2 separate regions of the Mus musculus genome follow, and region 2 is linked to region 1. The links are chromatin contacts, called in public HiChIP or PLAC-seq maps. All regions are on one chromosome and are shown on one strand. Each heading gives the region's core, a stretch centred on a gene start, on an enhancer-like site or on the middle of the called end of the contact. The rest is flanking DNA. Distances are from core to core; before and after follow the strand shown.

The links. HiChIP or PLAC-seq counts read pairs in DNA pulled down with a chosen protein or histone mark.
Region 2: a contact with region 1 is called in an H3K27ac HiChIP or PLAC-seq map of embryonic stem cells, with 7 read pairs. The contact joins the enhancer-like site here to the promoter of Vps4a in region 1. A contact is called at or near these places in 1 of 15 datasets of contacts at CTCF or cohesin (embryonic stem cells), 1 of 484 Hi-C or Micro-C datasets (embryonic stem cells), 1 of 115 datasets of contacts at active chromatin or transcription factors (embryonic stem cells) and 1 of 9 other capture datasets (adipose tissue).

What each region holds. Positions count from the first base shown.
Region 1 is chr8:107,029,317-107,033,350 of GRCm38.p6, reverse strand. Vps4a (vacuolar protein sorting 4A) reads right to left here and starts at 2,082. Exons shown (of 11, transcript NM_126165.2): 1 at 1,860-2,082. The coding sequence starts at 1,880.
Region 2 is chr8:107,111,531-107,115,564 of GRCm38.p6, reverse strand. No RefSeq gene overlaps it. Among named protein-coding and RNA genes, the nearest start is that of Gm39240, 11 kb to the left of the region's middle. Within about 2 kb of position 2,189, at least 121 of the 459 cell types and tissues checked have an H3K27ac peak or open chromatin away from gene starts, as enhancers often do. A contact at or near this core is called in adipose tissue and embryonic stem cells, where this site is marked.

The sequences.
Region 1 (4,034 bases), core at 833-3,332:
TGCTGTACAGGGAAGAATTCAGATCTGGCGCTGTAAAGCTGGTCAGAAGCCCATGGCTTAGGGACCACAGGCCTAGAGAAGAATCTACACTGTTGTTTTATTAGATGACATAATGCTGATCTGTCCTCTAAGTATTTATACTTATCTCCACAGATATAATCTAGGCCAGAGAAGTTGCTCCTCTCAGTGGTGGTGAGTTGGTTAGATGATTAGCAGTCAATGCAGACTCCTAACTGAGATTAGTGTCTATTGAGGGAGGGCTCAGCCCTGAGAGTTATCACCCATGTCCCCAAGGCACAAGAAAAAAACTGGAAGAGGGGAGGAAAGAGCCAGAGGCTGGAGGGGTGCTGTGAAATGCAGCTTACCTGCACCAGATGAGCTCACTAAGACCAATCAAAATTTAAGAAGCACTAACTGGGCACAGCGGGTTACTGAGAGGGGGGGCACAGGAGTAGGGGGTGGAGCTGGAAGTACACAAGACCCAGACTCATGGTTGACATGTATGAAACGTCAAAGAATAAAGGAAATCCCAGGAAAAAAGAAATCCGCTTCCTACCGGAGTCTGACAGCCTGAATTGAACATCCAGAAGAGAACCGATGCGTGCATGTTATCCTCGGACCTCCCCACACGGGCAGGTCATGGGAATGCGTGTGCGGGCACTGTCATACCCAGACAACACATGCACACCATACATACATATGCACGCAAACACAACAACGTACAATGCCACAGAGTATGCTACATGGGACAGTAGGGCTGAGGAGCAGTGGTTAAAGGCGTAGAGTTTCTTTGGTGATGATTCAAACCTCTAAAAGCCCTGGATGGTACAGTTTAAATATGTGACCGTTATAGCATGAGTGCTAGCTCTTCATAAAACTGTTTCCTAAAAGTTGGATAATATTCTTGGTTCACATGTAGTGCTAACTCTGGCCAGGCAGGTGGGATCAGGCCGAAGTTGGTTTAACCCTAAGAACAAACAGAACAGTTTCTGCAGTGAATGGTGGGTTCTAGTTCTGAATTCCATCTAATTTCAAGCCTAGAACAGAAATTTACTCCTGTATTTCTACTTGGAGCAGCCACCACCACCACCAGATATGCAAATATCACTCACTCTTTGATGCTCTGGCTAAAGTCCCTTCCTTCATAAAGTCTTACTTGGTTCCACCCAAACGCTTACTTTATTAGCAAAGGCTTACCGAGTACATGATATGCTGAACCTATGTTATAATTGCTTTCCCTGAATTATTGTCTCAAGTCGTCTGACAACCACCCTACAAGGGCACTGCCTATTTTAGTGATGAGGAAATCCAACATTCCAACATCCAAAACCTAGACACACTGGTGAGTGGCAGGGCTGGGATTTAAACACAAGCCTGAGGCCTGACAGTGTTTATGCTTTCTGACAGCTCTAGAACGAGCCCTTCCTTCATCCGGGCGGCGCCACCCCAGCATCACCCTGCAGGACGTAGGGAATGAATGAAGGGTGGCTGGCCGAGAAACCCGGGGCTCGTTGGAAGCAGCTCAGGGGGCTGCCAGGGCGCCTGGCAGGAGCGGGTGAACGCCGCTCCCGGAGCGACCTGCGGGACCCGGGCGCGCTCAGGGGGAGGCGGCGCCGCTGCAAGGCGGCAGTTCAGCCCCGGCTGCGCGTCCTGGGCTCCGGCCCGCCGGTTCGGCTTGGGCCGGGGCTCAGTGGAGACGTCCTTCGGGCTCCGAGCGCGGGAGAGGCTGCAGCGCGGGTGGGACGAGGCAGCCTGACAGGGACCGCCAGGCCGGGCTCCGAGGAGGCCACCGCCCGTCCGCTCCGCGGCCCGCAGGCCCTGCCGCCTTGGGCCTCCGCGGGCGCGCCGCACCCAAGTACCTGGAGGGTTGACGTTGTCATTTCATATCCTGGGTCCGCCCCACACCCCGCGGTGCTGCTTGCGGCCTCGGTCCGGCTCGGAGGAGCCGAGGTGGTGGGTCCGCCGCTTAGGAGCCCGGCAGGTCGGCTCTCGGCGCGGGCAGAGCTGCCACTAGCAGTGGGAGCCGAGTCCGAGGGTGAACGAGGAGCGCGGCCCAGAGCGGCCCAGCCCGAGTCACGCGGCTGCCGCCCTGTGGCCATGGCCTGCAACTGCAGACACCGCTCCTCTAAGAGGGGCGGGGCCTGCCGGGGGCGGGGTCTGGTGGGATACCGGTAAAGGGCCAGCCCGAAGGCCGGTAAAACCGGAGTGAGGGGCGGAGCCGCCGAGTGAGGGGTGGGGCCGACGGGGGCGGGGCCTGGTAGATCCGGGAGAGGAGCGGGGCTGGACGTGGACAAAGATGGGGAGTTCTGGGCGGAGTTGGGAGCCCAGGTGGGCGGGGCCGACCAAGGGCGTGCCTTGTGAGAGAGTGAGGGGCGGGGCGGAGGGAACAAGTAGAATCTGTACCCCACTTGAGTAAACCTAACCATAAAAAGTAAACTCCCTGGAGCTGTGTTTTCCCGCTATTTAATAGGTTATGTTAATTAGTATTTACCTTGCCTGTCTTAGGGGACAATGAATGAACTAATGTATACATAGTGAATGTCACACTGTGGGTTCAATCCCAGGTAACTGTTATGAGAGAATGATTCTAAAGCCTGTTTTGTGATGGTTTTTATTTTTATTTTTTTTTCAAGACAGGGTTTCACTGTGTTGCCTTGGCTGTCTTGGAACTCAGGCTGTCGACCAGGCGTAACCTCGAACAGAGATCCACCTGCCTCTGCCGTCTGAGTTCTGAGATTAAAGGCTTGTACCACCACCAAGTTTGTGCTAGTTTTTAACTGTTAACTTTTCTGGGCCAGCGAGATGGCTCAGCAGGTAAAAGCACTTGTGCACAAGACAAATGAGCTAATATCCCCAGTTCCTGCTGGGTGGAAGAAGAGAGCAGACTTCTTATAGTTGTCCTCTGATTGCCACACTCCTGCCCACCCAAACTCTCAGAGATCTGCCTGCCTTTGCTGGGATTAAAGTTTTGGGTTGCCATGCCCAGATACTTCTTTTTTTCAGGCAGGGTCTCTCTCTCTGTGTCAGGTGCAAAGGAAACTGCATTTCCTGAGATTCTGGAGCTGCTTCCCCTTTATCAAAGGAGCCACGTCATTTCCCTTACCACTGGCAGAAGGAACATGGCTGTCTGAGGTGCCTGTCAGCATAGGGAAGCGCACACTAGCCTCCAGGTCTGTGGGCTAATGTGCGCTTTGCTCCCTCCCCTAAACGTCACTCATGGGCTTCCCTTCCCCAGCTACTCATTTCTCCTCATAACCCTGCGATTTCAGCTCTGTGCCCTCTTGGTCTTGTCTTGTCTCTCCCTCTCTGCACAGCTCCTGCTCCCCTCACAGTCAGGTCCAGTCAGCTGACCCTATTCAGTCCACTCTGTTCTTTCTCAGCTCTGGGCTCTTCCGGATGCCTCTGACTGTTCCCTCCCTCATAGCTACAATAAAGATCATGGTGGCACATGCTTTTAATAACCTGCGCTCAGGAGCCAGAGGCAAGAGGATCTCTTGTGAGTTTGAGGACAGCCTGAACTATACAGCAAGCTCCAAGACCAACAGGACAGCATAAAGAGACCCCGTTTCAAAAAACCAGTCGGGGCTGGAGAGATGCTGGAGAGATGGCACAGCAGTTAAGAGCACTGGCTGCTCTTCCAGAGGTTCTGAGTTCACAGGAAGAAAAAAATTATGCCAAAAAGAAAAAAAAAGACCCCAGGAGTTCTAGAGGCTGGAGGTCTAAAACTCAAGTTACTGGTAGGGCCATGCTCCCTTGAAGCCTGCTAGGCGGAAGGCACACTTGCTGGACACCCTTGGAATTCCAGTGACTCGTAGATCCATCACTCCAGCCTTTGGACACCCCATCATGTCACATGACACAACCATCTCTCCTGTGGGTCTTTCCTAACACTACTCATACATAAAATAAGCAAATAAATCTTTTAAAAAAAGAAAAACAATCAACCATCCAAACATTGTGTTTAGTGGTGTGTGTGAGTGTGTCTGTGTCTCTGTGTATGTCTGCCTTGTGCTGACTAAGGAGTCAGTTTTCAC
Region 2 (4,034 bases), core at 940-3,439, 82 kb before region 1:
AAAGATATAAAGGCACAAGAAACTCTTCCCTGTATCTGTTCCACTTTCCTCTGCTAATTATCATTAATAGTCCTTTCTTTTCTTTGTGTGTGTGAATGTGAGCTGTAAGTGCCTGTGTATGCAGGAATGCACACACTCTTGCGCACGTGAACACACACACATTTTTTAGAAAGTTTTCCTATGTAGCTCTGGATTGCCTCAAACTCACCCATCCTCGCGCCACATCCTCCACGTACCAACATTACAGGCACCGGTTCCCACACCTGACTTAATTTAATCTTTTTAATGAAGAATGGGTCCAGGTGTTTAGTAATACTACCATTTCCAAACCTGCTGGGACATCGAGATCAGAATGTCCCAGGGAGTTTCACTGGAAATCCACAGCTGCCTTCTGTGAACTCCATTCTCATCCCCCAGTCAGGGAAGGAAACTGGAATCTCGACACTGAAGGGCGCGTCCACGGTGCCGGTGTACAGACCACTGTGCGAACAGCCATCCACCCTCCCGTTTCTTGCTACAGGGGCAGCTCCTGTTTCCTGATTTCCTGTTACTCACGGGTTATTCACCAGAGCCTTATCAGGGTGTCTGCACAGCACCAAGACCCTGTGCCTTTCTTCCAGACCCGGGGAGGTATGGTGTGGTGTGAATTTCGACACAGCCAAGGCGGTGTTGCTGGGGGTTAGTTGGTTAGTGTGGGTGTTGGCAGCCAGCTGGGGCTCGGGTAGGGAGCCTGTGTGTGGGTGAAACTCAGGAATCCTGTGGCACTACAGTTACAGAAAAAAATTTAAAGGCCCAGCCCAGGCCTTTACGAAGTACAGCTGAGTCTGACAAACCCAGAACCAGCCCCAGCTCTCAGATCTTCTGGGGCGAGGGGTTGGGAGGGGGCGGGATACAGTTCCCTGTGGGCCCTTCTAAATCAGATAAGACATAATGCAGATGAAACGCGGGTGGGAAACGCACGGTAGACAGCAGATTACAGTCATAAAAAGAGATGACAGATTTCATCGTCACTCATGACCCACCCAAATGTCACGTCCTCTGGGCTCTTTCCCTGGCATTTCCTGCCCCAAGTGGATGTTCTTTCCATTGTACTCCCCGACACTTGAAATCGAACAACAAAAGGAAAAAAAAAATACTACTACTGCTGCCTGAGGTTTCCTGGGTCAGAATATCTAGCTGCTTTCCTGTTTGATCTCCCACCAGTCCAGGGGTCCCAGGGAGTTAAAGGCCCACGGGCTGTTTAGTCACGTGGTCTTCACTTTTCTTTCTTTCTTTTTTTTTTTTTTTTCTTACATACTCAATTAGCTTTCTAATTTCTGTAGCCCTAGAAACAGACCTATACCCGGGCCTCTTGATCCGTAACAAAAGTAGCACTTCAGAAATGAGGGGTTTTGCTTTTGGTTTTCTATGTTTATGATTTTTACAGTGAGTTGGTATGTATCACATGTGTGCAGGTATCCATGGAGACCAGAAAGTATCATATTGTCTGAAACTGGATTTGCTGGCAGTTGTGAGGCACCGTGTGGATGCTGGGAACTGAACCCACCGTTCAAGAACAGTGTGCGTTCTTAAACTCTGAGCCGTGGGTCTGTTAGCCCCGGAAGGGGATTTTCTTAAAGAAGGTCAATGAATCCGATACTCATAGAAAAATAAAATGCACCTGAGCCCTGTTGTTCGCCATTCTCAAACATCAGAGTTAGATTCGATAAAAGGTTACACATGGGGCTGAGGCTGTAGCACCGCTGGTTGAATGCTTGGGTTCCAGACCACCACCGCAGAAAACCAATGTGGTGATGCCTGCCTGTGATCCCACCCATGAGGACTTGACACAGGAGGATCAGGAACTCTGACACTGTCCTTGGCTACAAGCAAGGCCACTTTGAGCCTTTCCTTTGAGGCAGAGGCAGACAGATCTCTGACTTCAGCCTGACAATATGTTGAGTTTCTGGCCAAGCATGGCCACATCTTGAGTCATGAGGATGGGGTAGGTGAGGGAGAGAGAGACAGTTCAGATGGTAAAAGCACCTTTCGCACAAGCCTGCCGATCTGACTTTCCATCCCTGAAACCTCATGGTGGAAGGAGAGAGCTGACTCCTGAATGTTGCCCTCTGACCTCCACACACACCACTGGCATGCTACCCTTTCAGCCTCTCGCTCAGCCTCATCTTTTTTTTTTTTTTTTTTTAAAGACTGTTGCTAGGGCAACAGTTAGTAAAGTGCTCGCCTTGCAAATTCAAAGCCTTGAATTAGATCCCCAAAACCCTTGTAAAAAGCTGGGTGTGACTGCAATCCAGGTGCTGAGAAAGCAGAAAGAGGTGGATTTTTGCTGCTCACAGCCTGGCCCAGTTAGTGAGCTCCAGGCCATCGAGAGAGCCTTTTGGCTTCTGGGATTGTCCTCTGGCCTCCACACATACCTGTATGCACACACACTCACACACACACACACACATTTTGAAATATTTTTATTACTTTTAATTATGTGTATGTAGATATACATCTTGGTGTGGGTATGTCATGTAACCATGGCACCATGGAGATGACCATGGAAGCCAGAGGAGAGGCTGTTTCTGATCCCCAGGGGCTGGAGTTCCAGCCAGATACGAACGTCCCACAGAGGGTGCTAGGATTTGAACTCGGGTTCTCGGCGAAAGCAGCAAGGGCTCTTAAACACTGAGCCATCTCTCCAGCCCCCTATTTATTGTTGTTGGTTGGTTGGTTGGTTGGTGATTTGAAACCAATCCTCTCTCTGTAGACCAGGCTGACCTAGCCTCCAGCTCAGAGATCTCTTGCCTCTCTTTCCAGAGAGCTGGGATTAATGGTATAGGCCTATACAAGCCACCCAGGGTCTCAATACTGAAAGAAGAAAGTGGACAGGATCTGTAAACTATCTGTAATTGACACCCTCTGGTAAGGGGGAAACAGTTTTCTCCAATGGAGCTTTATTTTTTTTTTTTTTTTCCAACCCCCCACCCCCCGGAGCTTTATTTTATATATCAGCCCTCAGAGCAGTCCCAAGCCTTGGAGAAATAAGCCTTGGAGTATTTTTGTGAACTTTTTGTTTCATTTTACTTTGTTTTAGCTTTTTTTTTCTTTTTCTTTCTTTCTTTCTTTCTTTTCTTTTTTTTTTTTTGTCTTATTGGTCTTCCTATTTATTTTGATTTTCATTGTGTGTGTGTGTGTGCGTGTGTGTTCTGTGAGGACTTTTGTTCTTGTTTCTTTGGGTTTTTGTTTGTTTCTGAAAAAGAAAGATAGAGAACAGAAAAATAAAGGCAAGAAGGCAGTAAAGATCTGGGGAGGGATTGAGAGAAGGAAAAAAATGATCAAAACATGTTGTGTGAAAAAAATTTTTAACGAGAAAAGAATTCTAAAAAAGCATATGCTACCACACCTGACCCCATTTACATTTTTATTATCATTTTAATATTTATACTTATTATATTTTTGTGGGTCTGAGTGTTTTTGCCTGTGTGTATACATGTAAACCATATACATATGTATATATGAGTGGTTTTGCCTGATACTCTTGGAGGTCATTAGAAGATGCTGGATCTGCTGGAATTGAAGTTAGGGATGTTTGAGACCTACTGTGTGGGTGTTCTGGGGTCACTCGGGTGCTCTGCCAGAGCAACAGGAGACAGGTGCTCCTAACCTCTGGGCCATGCTTGTTGTTGTTGTTGTTGTTTTGAGACAGTCCTACTATGTAGTCCAGGCTGAGATCTTGAACTTCTAGTAAGCTTCCTGTCACTACCTGCTAAGCCACAACAAACTTATTTTTAAAAAAAAGAAAGCCGGGCGTGGTGGCGCACGCCTTTAATCCCAGCACTCGGGAGGCAGAGGCAGGCGTATTTCTGAGTTCGAGGCCAGCCTGGTCTACAAAGTGAGCTCCAGGACAGCCAGGGCTATACAGAGAAACCCTGTCTCGAAAAACCAAAAAAAAAAAAAAAAAAAAAAAAAAAAAGAATAAAATATAATACTCAGAAGGCCTGGCAAGACGCCCAACAGTTAAAGAGCACAGACTACTCTTGCAGAGGACT